Regions from separate parts of the Ovis aries genome. Here region 1 is linked to region 2. Evidence: chromatin contacts called from public Hi-C data. All regions are on one chromosome and are shown on one strand. The core of a region is the stretch at or near the end of the contact, and the rest is flanking DNA. Distances in the headings are between cores, read along the strand shown. Region 1 has its middle 19 kb from the start of POLM. Region 2 holds the start of YKT6 (YKT6 v-SNARE homolog).

Region 1 (4,177 bases), core at 1,429-3,928, 120 kb after region 2:
AGTTGGAGATAAAGGATTTTAGCTGTTTCCATTTTAGGTGACTCCTCTAGAGATGAGAGAGCTGTTTTGCCAGCTTAATTAAATCTGGAGTGAACATTTCCCCTTCCATCTTGGTCCTTTTTGCTAAAAGGGAATGGTCCTGCTTCAGCCCACTAATAACCATGGAGTTAGAAGCTGCTTGTGTAGGATTAACATGTGAAAGAAGACCAGAATTTTCTTTAAAAACAATCTGAAGTCAATTGGAATAGTCATGAACAGATTCATTAGGTTATTGTGTATAAGCTTGCATTTTATTCCAATCAGCAGGCTTTGGAAAAGCTGTAAGAATTGCCCCATGAAGCCACTTAGTGATTGCCTGAGCCTGGTCATATAAGTTAGGAGGGCTCCCAGTTGTAATTCTAAAGGCCTTTTAGGATATTCCCAAGTAGCAGTTTTCATCCAATGCTGGGCCTAGCCTTCCCGACAAGCTATGAACTAGCTGATTCAGTCAAAGAAAACAAGTTGCTGAGTTTGAAGGACTGTATTAAATTCCTCAGCAAATCTGTGAGGCTCTCCAGTTATTTGAGAAAAAAATCTTTGACTATGGTTCACAATTCAGCTTTAGTCCAGGTAATATATAAAATAGAGCGTTTATCCTCTGGATCCTCAGGCGGCTTAATTGTAAAGGGACAGGTTCTGATAAGTTCGAAGGAAAACGGAGTGGGAAAGGTTTTAGAAAAAAGGGGAAGTTCAGTGGGAGAATTCGTATTGGGGCACTGAGGGTCAGGAGCACGTGCCGGTGGCCTAGGAGAGAGGCAGGAAGATGGCCCTGGACCTGGGGCCTGGGCTCAAGGGCTGAGGCAGGGGATTCAGGATGGCCCTGGAGCTGGGGCCTGAGCACAAGGGGCTGAAGGAGGGGATTCAGGATGGCCCTGGAGCTGGGGCCTGGGCTCAGGGGCTGAGGCAGGGGATTCAGGATGGCCCTGGAGCTGGGGCCTGGGCTCAGGGGCTGAGGCAGGGGATTCAGGATGGCCCTGGAGCTGGGGCCTGGGCTCAAAAGGCTGAAGGAGGGGATTCAGGATGGCCCTGGAGCTGGGGCCTGGGCCCAGGGGCTGAGGGAGGGGATTCAGGATGGCCCTGGAGCTGGGGCCTGGGCCCAGGGGCTGAGGCAGGGGATTCAGGATGGCCCTGGAGCTGGGGCCTGGGCTCAGGGGCTGAGGCAGGGGATTCAGGATGGCCCTGGAGCTGGGGCCTGGGCTCAGGGGCTGAGGCAGGGGATTCAGGATGGCCCTGGAGCTGGGGCCTGGGCTCAGGGGCTGAGGGAGGGGATTCAGGATGGCCCTGGAGCTGGGGCCTGGGCTCAGGGGCTGAGGCAGGGGATTCAGGATGGCCCTGGAGCTGGGGCCTGGGCTCAGGGGCTGAGGCAGGGGATTCAGGATGGCCCTGGAGCTGGGGCCTGGGCTCAGGGGCTGAGGCAGGGGATTCAGGATGGCCCTGGAGCTGGGGCCTGGGCTCAGGGGCTGAGGGAGGGGATTCAGGATGGCCCTGGAGCTGGGGCCTGGGCTCAGGGGCTGAGGCAGGGGATTCAGGATGGCCCTGGAGCTGGGGCCTGGGCTCAGGGACTGAGGCAGGGGATTCAGGATGGCCCTGGAGCTGGGGCCTGGGCTCAGGGGCTGAGGGAGGGGATTCAGGATGGCCCTGGAGCTGGGACCTGGGCTCAGGGACTGAGGGAGGGGATTCAGGATGGCCCTGGAGCTGGGGCCTGGGCTCAGGGGCTGAGGCAGGGGATTCAGGATGGCCCTGGAGCTGGGGCCTGGGCTCAGGGGCTGAGGCAGGGGATTCAGGATGGCCCTGGAGCTGGGGCCTGGGCTCAGGGGCTGAGGCAGGGGATTCAGGATGGCCCTGGAGCTGGGACCTGGGCTCAGGGACTGAGGGAGGGGATTCAGGATGGCCCTGGAGCTGGGACCTGGGCTCAGGGGCTGAAGGAGGGGAGACAGGATGGCCCTGGAGCTGGGGCCTGGGCACAGAGGCTGAGGCAGAGGATTCAGGATGGCCCTGGAGCTGGGGCCTGGGCTCAGGGGCTGAGGGTGGGGATTCAGGATGGCCCTGGAGCTGCAACCTGAGGCTTTGTCAGCCACTCTAGCTTTGTAATCATTTGTTTGCCTCAGTCTTATTTTAGATCAATTTTAGGCTGCTGATAATGTTTGGAAGCCTCAAAATACCAATCAAATAGGCATTCCATTCAGTTTTGGAAATTTTAGGGCTCTGATAGTCCCATTCGGGTTTAAGAAAACTAAGTTTAGGGATTCCTAAAGTTCCGCATAATGGCCGTATGATGTTCTAGATTGCCTTAGGTTGATCTGTCGAGCTAGAAGTTCTTATGAGGAAGGGTTACAATTTTTAAGCACAAAATCAGCCAGTATCCTTATAGAAGGGTGCCCTCAAAATATTTAGATAAGTGGAATCCCATTTCTCAGAAGTTTTTTCTAGAGTAAGAGAATAATTTTTTAAAAGCCTCAACAGCTCAAGCAGCTTATAGCTTAAACAGTTTGCCTGAACAGTTCAGATGTCTCTAACAGCCTGAAGACCTAATACCCAGCCAGTTTTAAAAGAATAGGTTGGTGTTAGGGGAGCCAGGCCAAAGGCTTCTCAGCAGAGTTCCAATAGAACAACCTCTGTTCCAAAGGAATGGCCTGAAGGCTCAACTGGCACAATCCCAATGAAATAGCCTCTGTGCTCAAAGGAATGGGCTGAAGCCTAGCCAGTTCCAGTTGGAACAGTCTGACTTCAAAATCAGACTGAAGTTCCAAATGAGTACAGAACAAGGCCTTAAGCAGAAAGGACAAAACCTTGAAACAGATCCCAGGTAAAGCCTGAAGAGCTTCAAAATGCAAAGAGGGCGGAGGCTCAGATATAGGAGAAAGAAGTACCTTCAAATTCCAAGACCAATGAGAAAATCAGCAGCAATGGGCTCAGGTAGGCACATCACCCATTTACTTACCAGCTCATCAGAGGTCTTCTTTAGATCCTGTAAAAGCCACCAAAATGTTGACCTAAAACAGACTGCCAGTTACTTCTCCAGCAAAATTGGATTTATTTGAGATCAGCAGAGAATTGCAATTCAGGGTCTGCAACCACAGTGAGCTGCAGGCAAGTCCCCCTGTGAGAAAGGAAGGAGGCAGGAGAAGGGAAGTTGGCAGGGCTTTTAATTGGCTGAGTTGTTGCCAGGATTGAGAAGAATCTTCTTCCCAACAATCTACAACAATCTGCTATTGTAGAGTGTGAGAGCTCCCCCTTCTGACCTCCCAGCTCTATTTAACTGAAGTTTCTGTTATTAATTTTTTTTAACAAGAGCATCATAACTGAGTAAGACTGGGCCAGAGGCCTCAGGCTTTTCCCCTATAGAGTGGGGACCTGAATGGGGCTTTGTTTCTGGGGTTTTTATAGAGCCTGGATGGCAAGTGCTTTGCACAATGCCTGGTTGAGCTTCTCTAGCTTCCAGGTCTCTGACCTGAGGAGTGGAGACAGGTTTCTTGCCTACTAGGAGTCTGTGTTTGGTCTGGGGCACTAAAGGGTGTGCTAGGGCATCTGGAGAAAGGGCCCAGGGGTAGTGAAGTGGGAGGAAGAGAACTTTCAATGCAGAGGCATTGTCTCCTGCCCGAGATAAGCTCACATCTCCCGACCAGGCTCCCAGGCTTCCTGTTTCCACCCTTGCTCCTTTAAGGTCTGTCCTCAAAAGTCTTAAAAACAGGTCACATGGTGTCTTTTACTTCCAGAGCAAAGGCCTCTAACATTTCCCCACCTCTCAGTAAAGCCAAAGTCCTTACAGTGGCCCCTGGGGCTCTAGTATTTCTGTGTCCACCTGCACCCCCACTGGCCTTATCTCCTGCACTACCCCTCTCTCAAGTTCCACTGCCCTGTGAGGAGCCAGGTGCATTCCCGCACTCATTGCTTTCCCGTTTGAACTGTCCCAGACACCCACAAGGCCAGGGGGTGTTTCATCCTCTCACTGGGGGTGCTGGCCACATGGTGTCCTCTGTTTCTCAAACCCCCAGGTATGCTTCTTGCCTCAGGGCCTTTTCTCTTGCTGTACTATCCACCTGGAATTAGTCTTCCAAGTCAGAAGTTTATTGAGTAAGGACTTCTCTGGCCAGTCACCCTATAAAATGTATTTTTTAAATTAACATGCAGGAAAGTG
Region 2 (4,590 bases), core at 1,751-4,250:
AGGCAAAAGAGGACAAAGCAGGAAGGCTGCTTACTGCTCCAAGAGAGGCAGACCCCAACTGTAAGCAAGTCTAAGTTTTTTGGGGTGATTTAACCAAGCAACCGACATACCAACAGTGGACACAGAATTTTGCATAACAGGAAACGGAGGAGGAGGGAAGAGAGAAGCCAGCAGAGGATCGTGGTCCTGGGAGCCCTCTCCATCACAAGGCAGCCCTCCTGTGGACAGAGCTCTAGGCCACCTGAAGTGGGGCAGCCAGGCCAGCACATGCTTACAAGGTGATGAGTCCTCTTACCTTGTTCTTTCACAGAAGCTCGGCTGCCTTTTGCTGAGCGTTCCACAATCAGCTGACTTGTGAAGGTCATGAATTCCTGAACGCTAAGAAACACAACACATATTACCTGTTCCTGTCACCTTGTCCCCAACACAATGCAAAGTGACCCCTGAGCTTATACACTAAGGAGACATTGCTTCCTGGTTTCACTCCTTCCCTCCCAACCTTAGGAAGAACTAATAAACACTCTGTCGATGATCATGAATACAGATAATTACACATCATCTCAACCATTCAAACCACATTTGCTTGCTACCGAGCAGACCCAAACAACCCACTTTCAGACTTCTGGGGAATCTTCTACAGGTTATAGTTAATTTAATGTTTTGGTCAGGGTATGATTTGGGACACAGCAGAGAAGCAGAGGCCAGCTCCTGTTTTCAAGGCTCCACTAACTCCCAAGAAGCGGGAAGAAACAAAATCTGTGATGGAGACACCTAAGTGGCAAAAACTGTTCAGCAGACGCACAGTCAGTTATGGCAGCTGCCACACACTGGACCCTGCAATGCGACAGGCATCCTCAGTGAATGCTGGCTCTAGCCTCAGGTCGCCTGGGGCTAATCCATGGTACGGGCCTGGGACACTGGATGGAATTGAGGGCAAGGGCTCAGCCAAGACAAGAAAATGGAAAATGGTTTGTACCACGGCTGAGGGAGAGGAGGAGGTTCATGGGCCCAAGAAAAAGATGTGGCCAGAATGGAAGAGTCACAGGTGACAACAGTCCAGCTGGAGGAACCAGAGTTAACAAGAAGCCTCTGACTGGAAATGTCATATAAAGGGCCGTCAGTGCAGGGTCCTGACTTGTGGAATCCACAGTTGGTTCCAGCAGATTCATACACTCCTGAGATCACACCAAGAGCCACGCAGCAGAGTGAGGACTCACCATGTCTGGAGTGGACTTCCCCGGCTGGGATCCCAGCTCCACCACTTACAAGATGTGTGACCTCTGGTAAGGGACTTACTGCACCACGCTTTGTCTACATATTGAGACGTGCTGTGATGACTAAATGAGCACTTAGCATGATGTCTGGTGCATAGTATTACTTGTTATTATTATCCTGAGAGAGTGACTAGGACCAGAAAAATCCCTTAGTGGAAAGTCTGAAAATAAGGAAGTCCTTGCAATAAAACTAAAAAGAGACAGAGCTTAAGAGTAGAAATATAATTAGACAAAGGAAGAACTGCATTCATTGTGACATTCTGCATACAAGAGCCAGAAAAGCTGGAAAACGTTCTGAAGGCCTGAGGTTCGCATTCTGGTAATCATGAGGTGGGCAGGACAGAAGACAGGAGGACTTATGAGAAAAACAGTGGGCTCAATTGGATTATGTGTTGTTTTAAGAGACACTTGTAGAGATTCCCCTACAGTACTGCAGTTGTGTTAATCATCTGAAACTGGTCTGGATACCGAAAACCAGTGAGATGAAAGTCCTAAAGTGAAATCTCTGAGGATCGTCAGTAAATGTGGGTAGGGGAAAGAGAAAGGAAAAGAATCAAGAGTTAACCAAGTTAGCACCCAAAGTTCCATCACAGAAAAGCAGCAATACAGAACAGAGACTAGAGGTCATGATAGAGAATGGTAAGTACCAAGAAGGACCCAAAAAGCAGCAGCAAATTTCAACAAAATAACAAGAGGAATTGTTTGAGATCCCGCCAGCAAGCCACTCTCATCAAGAACAAAACAACCCAATGAAGTAGTGAAAACAGAATCCAGATGCTACCAGACCTGGAGACTGGGTGACTACAGACACAGACTTTGCAGGGTCTTTCTCCTTTTGTGCCTGAGTCACCACCACCCCTCCCACGAACAGGCTGTTAAGTGTCTGTGGTACTTCTAACACACACTTGATTGCATTAAAGTGCCTCGCAGATGTTCAAAGGCTTGTAAGCCCTAAAACCTCCATGCTTCCTTCCAAATCTTCACTGTAGAACCCTTTTGTACCACTAGAGCCCAACCATTAAGAGCATACAATTTGGGTTGGAGTACTGGCTGGTTTGGTATCCATCTCCTGGGGCCTCAGTGACTTCCTCCATAATATGACAGTGTACCAGGAACTCTCACACCGAACTGTTGGAAAGCCCAGCCAGATAATACAAACGTGGCGCTTAAGGTGTGGCACGTGAGCTTCCTGGGTCAGAACCACTGAGTGGGAGTTGCTGGTTTAAAATACAGATTGCTGGAACTCAACTGGGCGTGAATCTAGGGGAATCTGTACTTTTTCAAAAGCCCCCGGTCATTTTTATAAGATAGAAAATTTGAAAAACCCTGATTACGGACTATATTCCAGAATGGGCTACAGGCCGAGGAAAAGACCACCGGCTCCAATGCGGGAGGCCAAGTCCCGGGCCTCGATCCCCGGGCGGTCTCCAACCCGGACCCCGGGCCTCCCCGTCCGGGCGCCGCCCTCCAGGGCCCGCTCACCTGGATCTCTGAAAAAAGCTGAAGGAGGACACATCGTATGCGGCCTTGAGCAGCACCGTCTTGGACTCGCCTTTATACAGGACGCTTAGGCTGTACAGCTTCATGGCGCCGGGCCCTTGGGCCGGCCACCCGCCTGGCCGCGGCACCGGTTCGCAGGGAGCAGCGCAGCGCCGCCCCTCGAGGCCGCCGCCGGCTGCTGACGGGTCGGCCACCGGCTTCCTTCTCCTGGCTCGGGGTCCACTTCCGGTTCCGGTCAGGGGCTGCCGCCCCAGGCCTAACGGAGTCTTTTCGTGCCCCGGATGCAGAAAACAGCAGCCGGAAACACGAACGAGGGGGTGGTGCAGGGTCCTGCGCGTGCGCGTGAGGGGCTGTTGGGGATCTTGTAGGCCCCCTTGCTGTCTCACTGCGAGTCCTTACCGTTCTCCCGCTGTCCTTATCCTTCCGAGGCCCTCTCCCTCCTTCCCTAGCCGTCCTGAGTCCTCCCAGCACCCCCCTGCTTCTTCCCGGCCCTTCTGAGTACTGTAGGAACACCTGTGTCCTGGGGGCCGTCCTTCCTGTGAGCAGTTAGACCCAGAGCCCCACCCACACGCCAGTACTTTGTAAACCCTACACCTGGGACTTTGATTTACGCGCGAACTGCCTTCTAGGAAAGTATTTTGTAAATCAGATCTCCTTTTTGAGTGAAAGGCAGGGACCTTTTCGAGGCTCCTGCCGGGAGGTGAAGGCTTGCCTCTCATTTTCAGTCAATTGAACCCTCTCTTGCCCTTCCCACTCCTGCGTCCTGCCTGCGTGGGAGTAAATTTCTGGACACAGGACCCGCTCAGCACGAGCCTGCGGGCTTCAAGTCTCCTGGGCCTGCCAACTACCTGTGAAATCAGCTGCCCAACCACTAATCTGGGAGCCAACTGCTAACCTCAGAGTAGCAGAGCCATTTCACTTAAAAAGGAGCAGAGATTCAGCTCCAAACTGAGGGAGCACTTGGCATACCATGACTTGGAAAACCTCATTTTGTTTGAAATGTTGGAATAATGCTTTTTCAGTGGGTGGGGGTGAATGAGGCTCAGTTCTCTGAGGTTTAGTTCAGTCGCTCAGTCGTGTCCGACTCTTCGCGACCCCATGAACTGCAGCACGCCAGGTCTCCCTGTCCATCACCAACTCCTGAAGTCCACCCAAAGCCATGTCCGTTGAGTCCGTGATGCCATCCAACCATCTCATCCTCTGTCGTCCCCTTCTCCTACCTTCAATCTTTCCCAGCATCAGGGTCTTTTCCAATGAGTCAGCTCTTCTCATGAGGTGGCCAAAGTATTGGAGTTTCAGCCTCAACATCAGTCCTTCTAATGAACACCCAAGACTGATCTCCTTTAGGATGGACTGGTTGGATTTCCTTGCAGTCCAAGGGACTCTCAAGAATCTTCTCCAACACCACAGTTCAAAAGCATCAATTCTTGGGCGCTCAGTTTTCTTCACAGTCCGACTCTCACATCCATACATGACCACTGGAAAACCATAGCCTTAACTAGACGGACCTTTGTTGGCAAAGTAATGTCTCTACTTTTTAATGCTGTCTAGGTTGGTCATAACTTTCCTTCCAAGTAGTAAGCGTCTTTTAATTTCATCACTGCAATCACCATCTGCAGTGATTTTGGAGCCCAGAAAAATAAAATCTGACACTGTTTCCACTGTTTCCCCGTCTATCTGCCATGAAGTGATGGGACTAGATGCCATGATCTTAGTTTTCTGAATGTTGAGCTTTAAGCCAACTTTTTCACTCTCCTCTTTCACTTTCATCAAGAGGCTCTTTAGTTTCTCTTTACTTTCTGCCATAAGGGTGGTG

Evidence for each region. A called contact is a pair of places that touch in the nucleus more often than the background predicts.
Region 1: a contact with region 2 is called in a Hi-C map of tail adipose tissue, with 5 times the contacts expected there. The contact joins the enhancer-like site here to the promoter of YKT6 in region 2. A contact is called at or near these places in 8 of 16 Hi-C or Micro-C datasets (blood, hypothalamus, mesenteric adipose tissue and 3 more).

The regions. Positions count from the first base shown.
Region 1 is chr4:78,895,358-78,899,534 of ARS-UI_Ramb_v3.0, forward strand. No RefSeq gene overlaps it. Among named protein-coding and RNA genes, the nearest start is that of POLM, 19 kb to the left of the region's middle. Within about 2 kb of position 2,679, at least 13 of the 54 cell types and tissues checked have an H3K27ac peak or open chromatin away from gene starts, as enhancers often do. A contact at or near this core is called in tail adipose tissue, where this site is marked.
Region 2 is chr4:78,776,490-78,781,079 of ARS-UI_Ramb_v3.0, forward strand. YKT6 (YKT6 v-SNARE homolog) reads right to left here and starts at 3,001. Exons shown (of 7, transcript XM_004007985.6): 1 at 2,757-3,001; 2 at 296-378. The coding sequence starts at 2,860.